Regions from separate parts of the Zea mays genome. Here region 1 is linked to region 2. The links are chromatin contacts, called in public Hi-C maps. All regions are on one chromosome and are shown on one strand. Each heading gives the region's core, a stretch centred on a gene start, on an enhancer-like site or on the middle of the called end of the contact. The rest is flanking DNA. Distances are from core to core; before and after follow the strand shown.

Region 1 (4,164 bases), core at 1,458-3,957, 100 kb after region 2:
ACTAAGCGGATATTCAAAGCGAGGTGTCAAATAAAGACAACTCATATTGCGGAAAACCTGAAGCTTTAATTTTTTCCAAGCCATCATTGTATTTCACGTATACTTTTTTTTGCCTATCTATACGCATGAGATTGACGAATCGAGTAGTCCAAAGCTAAGTTATATGCGAATCTTCTGAAATTGGTACATGTATAAATTACAATCGCTGGTTAATTAATTGAACCAAGGGCAATAAGAAAAACCGAGAAAAAGAAACTGGTACGGTAGACCATGTCTGTAAGGACAAGGCTAGTTAATAAGCCTCTCAGATTGGTTGTCTTTGGTTGACACTAGACAGCAGACAAGATAAGCAACTGATGTACGTAGAAACTTCGGATATGATTGGTTTGAGGTCAAAGTGGGATGAAGCGGGGGTAACATCGTCCCCTCTATTTTTTGGATCACGCCGCCACAAAAAACTACTCCGGTGTTTACCTTGTCCTACGTGACTCTCATCCAAACATTATAAAAACTGTGACTGCCCCTTCTCATCCCACTATGTACATCCAACCAAACATACCCTTCGTAACTAATGCTATATCAGCAGATCCTCTATCCTATATCCTATTTCATCCTCTATTTCAAAATTTACTCTACAAATAGTGTTAAACAGTATCATAATATTATCCACATTTCTATGTTCCCTATTTTATACTATCCGTTAGAGAACCATACGGTACCACCCAATGATCTTCAACTGACGGTGAAATTAGTACGTTCTCTTTCACCCACCCAATGGTCTTGCTGAGTCCAGTGCACAGCCTCCCTCTCGCCCCTGCCACGTCAGCTCTCGCCTCCACTCTCGCCCCTGCTGCTCCAGTGCACAGGCTGCAGCAGGCTACAGCCTCAGGCTATAGCCACGTCAGCTTTTCTATTTCAGAATTAAGTAATTCACGCGGATTTATTTCAACGCTCAGAAAACACACAACATAATATTTTTTATTGAATTAAAAATTACAAAGTACATAATAATTAAAATAAAATGACATGATAATTAAAATAAAATTACATAACTCTAATCGGACTCCTCGATCTCATCCTCATCTTCCTCCTCTTCACGTTCCGCTTCCGGTTCCTCTTCTTCGTCATCTAGCAGACCAAGTTCTTTTTCGACCATCTTTACGGCCCTGCCATGGGTACGTCTTTCAGCCGGGTCCATATCTCCGGTTGATCGACCCTTTAGGATGTTCCATTGCTTCAAAAGCTTGGCCTTCACTAATCCACCCCACAAGTTCTTCATTTTGAATGCTTCACTTGTTGATTCGCTGCTCGTGGCTTCCTTCCCTTTCCCCTTCGTCTTTGTCTTTCGCGCAGCAGCCTTTGCCCTATCACGCCCCACTGGTTGGGGCACTTCCTTCTCGGTGTCTTCAGTGCCTCCAGAACTATATTCACCAGAGACTCCGAGTCGGGTTCTCTTATTCGCAGTCGAATCAGATCCACTACCAAGACCATGCTTTGCTGACCACTTGGGCTCGTGGCGAACAACTTGCCACCAATGATGGCGCTTAAATGGATGCCCCATTTTACCCTCGAACCTCGCCATTGCTGCATCCATGACCATTGCATCGTCAGCTCCGCTCTGACGCAACCTTTCTTCTTGGAGGTAGAATCCATTGAACTTGGTCACCTCCCGGTTGTAGGTGACCCAATGATCTTTAAGTTGCTTGGCGGTTTGATGACGGATAGGGTCGGAGGTGGAGTTATATGTTGCCGCTATTTGGCCACAGAAACTTGATCCGCTCTTATTGTTGCCGGAGATGGGATCATTAGAATGCATAAACCAAGCATTAACCTACAATAAAACCTATAATATAAGTAAACTAAAAAAATCAAGATTAAATAAATGAGAAATGATTCACTCACCAGCTTTTCCTCGTCTTCCTTCGTCCACTCTAGCCTCTTTGGACGCTTTTCCTTCGGCACGGGATTTTCCTCAGCTTGGTTTTCAGATCCAACAGATAAAGGTGCAACTGGAGGAGGTGCTCCATACGTAGGTGGAGCATATGGATGAGGTGCTCCATACGGAGGTGGAGCATATGGAGCATAAGGAGGTACTCCATACGGAGGTGGAGCATATGAAGGAGGGGCGTATGGAGGTATCTGGAAAGAAGCTTGACTTCCGTCCGCAGCAGGTGGGGGAGGGGCATACAGACGTACCGGGAATGAGGCTTGAATTCCGGCTTGGGAAGTTGGAGGTTGACCATATGAAGACGGTGGATATTGATACAAATGATAGGGATAAGGGTATGGTGGTGGACGCGCAGCCGGAAATAGTGCACGGGGGAGTGAGGCTGAAACATCGGAGCGACGATGTAGTGAAGAAGACTCATCTAACGGAAGGGTTGTAGGTGACCCATCGGACTGCAAGAGATCCGTGAAGGTGTTCAAATCTGGGGACCAACCCGACATTGTGTGAAGAAAGGGGAGTTTGGAAGAGAAAAATGAGATGGAATGGTGTGTGGAATGAGCTCCACCCGGGTAGGGGTATATATAGAGGGATTGGGGATGAAATTTGTGATTTTTTGCAATTTTTTTCGAATTTTTTGGACTCCAAACGGTCAAAAACGGCTAGTTGCAACAGCTAGCACACGTGGAGCAATCAGATCGCGACACGTGGACCAATCAGATCGCGCCACGTCGCTCTCGCCCGCGCTCTCGCCCCGCCAGTGCCTCGCCTCCCTCTCGCCCGCCTCTCGCCCGGGCGGGCGCTCCAGCGCGGGCGAGAGCGAGGCGATATCGCCCGCCCTCGCCGGGCGCGAGCACCGTCGCCCGGCGCCGGCCTCTCGCCCGCCTATCGCCCGCGCGCGGGCGGCAGCGGCCTCTTCTCGCCCGCGCTGCCGCCCGCACTGCCACCAGCCTCAGGAGGGATTGGATTCAGTCCCCACTTATCCACCACCACTGGGTCCTAATTACCTGGAGATGCAGGTAACAAAGTCCGATACAGTAGCTTATTATCACGGGAGCTTAAGTCCTGTTTGAAATCCTTAGAGCTAATAATTAGCCAGCTAATAAATTATTAGCTAGGTTGAACCAGCTAATGAACTAATCGTTAGCAGGTAACAATTCGCTGCAGTATTAGTTGAGGCTGTTTGAAACCTAACAACTAATTTTTAGTAACTAACTATTAATTTTAGAGCTTAAAAAACATAATCTTAACCTTTTGTCTCATCATCTTGCCTGCCTCATGCATGTAAAGTAACAAACTGTCCAGAGAAGAGAACAGGAACAGAGGAACATGCAAGCCCCCCATACGTATCAAAACTTCACCAAAAAAATCATGCGCGAGCTGACCCAACCAATGTGGCACGCAGGGCTTGAAGCAGAGCAGCATCCGATACCGACGGTGTTCCAGTAGCTGGTCGGCGTCACGGGAAAAAGGGCCGGGCAGTAGCCAGTAGGAGGGAGGTCGCCGTCACCGGAAAGGGAGGCGCAGGCTCTATTGCTAACAACAAGTCTAGGCACGCAGCTAGCAGCCGGAAGCACGTACGTACGCAGATATATATAAAAAAGAAGAGGGCAGGTGACATGTATATATACTTGGAGGTGTGCGTTTAATTAATTTAAGCTCGTCCAACCACCACTAAATCGGTACTTAGGCCGCCATCATCAAGGGGACATTTGCAATGCATGGCACCGACAGATACAGGCACGCAGGAAACATTCCCATTCTGCAATTTTAAATGTAAGGACACCAAACGTGAGTTCTTCTGTTTCAAACTTCGCTCTGCAAACGAAGATCCGTTGGATACCACGGGGCTGTTCACTCGTTTGCGTATGAAATACCAAACAGAGGATTATATGCTAGAAATCATGTGCTAAGCATCAGAGGCAGTGCATCTCAAATGGTAACAATAACTGAAAAATCAGTTCATAGTACTGCCTTGAGACTTGAGAGTATGTACGTCGTCTTTTCTTCCGCAAGGAATACTGTGCTAACTGCTACCCTGCCAAGAGCAACTGCAGTGGGCGTCACCCCCCTCTAGTTTCATTAACAAAAAGAAAAGAAAAAACAACTGCAGTGGATGTGAAATTAAAATATGATGATAAATTCTTTCGTTTCTACTGGACAGAATTCTCCTTTTTTATAACATAACATATGATAAATTAGAATATGAAATTCAATAT
Region 2 (3,987 bases), core at 1,361-3,860:
TTAGCCTTGTTGTGGACTCACCTGAAGCTTGCAGCTCTTTCTATCATTACTAATGCACAAATAACCTTTTCATGTAGTTGCTTCTAAAGTCATGGTAGAGTCGCAACAGAATAATCTCCCAAGGGCCTTGCACAATCAAGGAAGGACACAATTGACAGGTCGATACCGTGATAGCACTGATGTGAAGACTGCTCAGGATCTTACCATGTGGTCTTCAGGAACTGAGCAACAGAGAAACAATATTGCTGCCCAGACAAAACGATGTCTGGAGGGTTGGACGCAATCTAGAACTCCAGAAGGTTACAATCAACTGTTCTCGGCATTTCAACCACTGAAGGATGCACATAATCCACTTCGTCCTTTTCCTAATAAAATATCTGGGACTCGCTCAAGTACCTGGGTCACAGCCGATGCCCGTTATCCAGCTCAACAAGCCAATCACAACATGTTACATGGCACATTGTCTTTTATGCCTCATAGCAGTGGTTTTAGGATGATTCAACAGAATAATCTAGTGACACCTGAAGCTGCAAATTTTACTGGGAAATCAGCTTTCACTTCACTTCAGGGCCATGTCACTGATCAGTGCTCCACAGGCTGGTTTGGATCTATTGAGTCAAATTCCCACACAGACCATGCATCGTCAAGTTTGATCAGGTCCCAGCCTTTGGTTATTGGAAATGATGTTCAGAAAACCAAAGGCACTTCATTCAAACTATTTGGGATTCCTCTTGGCAGTCCAGAAAAATCTGAACCTCTGGTATCCCCACCAAGTGTCGCATATGACGGGAAACTTCAAACTTCTCCAACAGACAACAATGAGCCTTGTTCAGAAGCTACCCAGAATATCCAGAACAAAGTGCAAAGTAGTTCAACCAGAAGCTGCAAGAAGGTTGACCATATCTTGCACCTTTTTCTTTTCTAGTCATCCCCTTGATACATAAATGCATCCTAGGCTTCAAAGCATGCTTCGATGAAGTTATGTGCTGTTGGTCTCTTTTGGCAACATGTTTTATGCATGTAGAAGCACCAGTTCGATAAAATCTGCTAGTTCTGTAATCTTTCGTGCTGATAGATTGCTTTAAGTTTTTCTTGCTCCTGCAAGTGTCATGTTTGGATCTGCTTGGCATCATCCACAGAGCTATTTATCCTCAAGTTTGGGTGTCAAAAAAGAAAAAAAGAACGCTTTGGGAATCCTGTGATAGTGTGATAAGGCCTTTTAATCTATAAGCAATATGCCTTTTCTATATATAGTCTAGCCTTATGTAAATGGTTATTAAGTACAGATATGTGATGACAAATGTACCATTGTCATAGTGACATGGCCTTGAGAAATCTTAGCTTTCTAATGGTAATGGTCAAATATTCTATCTAATTACTTCCATTTTCCTCCTTTTGCCCTCTTATTATATTTGAGGAACGTCGTGTTGTTTGTGGAATTTCTGAATATGACAAGGCTTTCCCATTTCAGGTCCATAAGCAAGGCAGCGCCCTCGGGAGATCGATCGATCTAACAAAGTTCGCTTGCTACGATGAGCTGATTGCCGAACTAGACCAGATGTTTGACTTCGATGGTGAGCTGAAGAGTCCTTGCAGGAACTGGTTGGTCGTCTACACTGACAACGAAGGCGACATGATGCTGGTCGGCGACGACCCCTGGAAGCAAGTGTCCTACCCACCTGAATATCCGTTCCGCCGCCTGCTGATCGAAAATGCAGTCACGATTAACCTTGGATTCCCTCTGTCTGCGCAGTGAGTTCTGTGACATGGTCCACAAGATCTTCATCTACACAAGGGAGGAAGTGGAGAGGATGAACCCAGGCGCCCTAAACGCGAGGCTCGAAGACTGCCTGTCTGACTCGCTGGGAAGAGGGCTGGCTTCCAAAGAGCCCCGGAGCGGCCCCTCGACTTCGGCTGTCGATTCTGAGAACCGCGCTAACTTGTCCAGTCAGTGAGGCAGCTTCAGCAGCAATGTCTAGCCTTGGCTGCACGGAAGAACTACTGACCCTAAGCTAATCTTGTGTGTGTTTCACTTCTTGCAGCCCTTTTGAAAGTGGTGAAGCAGACAAAAGGCCACGTGTCAGAGTGACCGGAAGAACGAGAAAGGGGTGTGTTTCAGTGGTGTGTAGTAGGTAGGTAATTTTGTGTGTATGCCTCCGGGTAAAAGCCCCGCGGTACCCAGTTTGTAGATGGTGCTTCTCCTGGTGCTAGTTTCCCGTCGTAAGCTGGATTTTTTTGGGGGGTGTGTGCCCTGCTCTGTGTGCTGACCCGCCTGGGGGTAAGTTGTAGCAGAGCAGGAGAAAGCAGGCAAGAAACCGCTGGTGCGCCTGCTTGGCCAATCCTTTTCCTTGCGGAGCGCTGTAAATAGCCTTGGATCTGAAGCGTAGTAATGTATTGTCATGGTACTCGAAGTCATGCTCCAGTTTGTGTTGGGTATGACCTGCAACTGTCGGTTCGATGGGTGCGGATGTCGAAGGGTTTGCATGGTTGAGAGGATCTGCAGCCATGGTAGTGAGCTTGATTTGCTGCTACACTGACGTGCAGGTGTGGTGGGCTGCTCTGTTCTGCTGCAGCACCAAACTCCTGTTCCGTGACAGAGGGGGAGGCCCCGCGCACGGCGCACGGGGCGTGCGTGACTGATGAGCGAGTGGCCCAGCCCGACCAGTGTTGAATGCTCCCTTCCCTCCCAGACCCAGATTTGCGGATGCAGCCGCACAAGATCCTACTCGTACGATGCCGCGCGGCGGGGGTGGGTAATGTGGATTGGAATGGATCTCCTTGTCTCGGCGCTGCCGGCCCTGCACGAGATACGGCCCCGCATAACGGCGTCCACCGAGCCCGACAGGATTTATGGCCGTGTCGCCCAGCAGCCCCGCCGGCCGGTTTAAGTTTGCCGTGTTTGCTTTCACTTTCCTAAACTTAATAGTTTGACAAACAAAAACTGACTAAAGAGCATTAAGTATTTGTATAAGCCAAGATTATCCCTATTTAATGCAGGTGGCCTATGAAAAGAACACAGACGCCAAAGTGGAGATGAATTAGGACTTTTAAAATTGCGCTAATCTAGACCACAAATAAATCTCTTAAACAAAAAATATGCAAATAACTAAACAAGAATGTGCAATTCAGGTTTTGTCTAAGTGTTGCTATCTCTATCGCTAAAAGAGTTATGTAACCAAAGTTCCAAACCTATATTCTAAACTAAGAATAATATAGATTGCAAATTAAGTAACTAATGTAAATGCGGAAGCTAAAAAGCAAAGATAGAGATTGCAAATTTCGATAGACGCACCGATATTTTTAACGAGAAATCCAGAACCGTGTAAGGTTCTGACTAATCCTCGTTGGTGCTCATGCACAAGGAAAGCCCACACGAGGGCCAAACATCCGGTCGAGTAACTCCGTAGAGAGCCGCATGCCTTCTCCACACGCAAGTGGTGCTCCGCTTCCGACCTCCTCTCGGACGCTACCTGCTGTCTTCACTATCGAGCTTTCGGCTGAAACGCCGCAGGCCTCGTTCCCTCTAGTACACGGTGGCAGCTATATCATAAACTAGGTTGGTGTGGTCTCGCAAGACTCTTGCCCCACTCAGTACACTTACAATGGTTCGCGCAAGAGCCTAGGGATTTGTGAGTTGTCTAACCTCACTCCCACAACTGGGAACAAATCTAGAGCAAGTGCATAAGCGGTCTAACTAACCTAAGCACTTCGCAAAGCACCCACGCTAATCACCGAGTGATTCTATTAAGCACTTGAGTGTTTGGAGTTATGGAAATGTGTATGACCTTGCTTGGTATGTTGCTTAGGCTCCCACACCTTCAAATGACTGGCTAGGGGTATTTATAGAGCCTCCATCCAAAACTAGCCGTTGGAGGAAAGCAGACTTTTGTGCGCCGCACCGAACCGCTTGTTTGGACCCTCCATGTCAGCTAGTCGTTGGTCGACTAATAGATTTTCTGCAACAGTGCAGAGGTCCAGTGCACCACC

The links. Hi-C and Micro-C count contacts between places; a contact is called where the count stands out from the background.
Region 1: a Hi-C map of ear shows a contact between it and region 2, with 2.4 times the contacts expected there. The contact joins the promoter of LOC103640877 here to the enhancer-like site in region 2. A contact is called at or near these places in 2 of 25 Hi-C or Micro-C datasets (ear and leaf).

What each region holds. Positions count from the first base shown.
Region 1 is chr10:13,781,594-13,785,757 of Zm-B73-REFERENCE-NAM-5.0, forward strand. It overlaps LOC103640877 (ribonuclease 3), which reads right to left and starts at 2,708. Exons shown (of 2, transcript XM_008664330.4): 1 at 1,903-2,708; 2 at 968-1,831. The coding sequence starts at 2,448. The coding sequence ends at 1,055.
Region 2 is chr10:13,677,546-13,681,532 of Zm-B73-REFERENCE-NAM-5.0, forward strand. LOC100383196 reads left to right here. Exons shown (of 14, transcript NM_001175858.1): 12 at 78-892; 13 at 1,472-1,662; 14 at 1,754-2,404. The coding sequence ends at 1,955. Among protein-coding and RNA genes, the nearest start is that of LOC100383196, 5.5 kb to the left of the region's middle. Within about 2 kb of position 2,611, at least 19 of the 20 cell types and tissues checked have an H3K27ac peak or open chromatin away from gene starts, as enhancers often do. A contact at or near this core is called in ear and leaf, where this site is marked.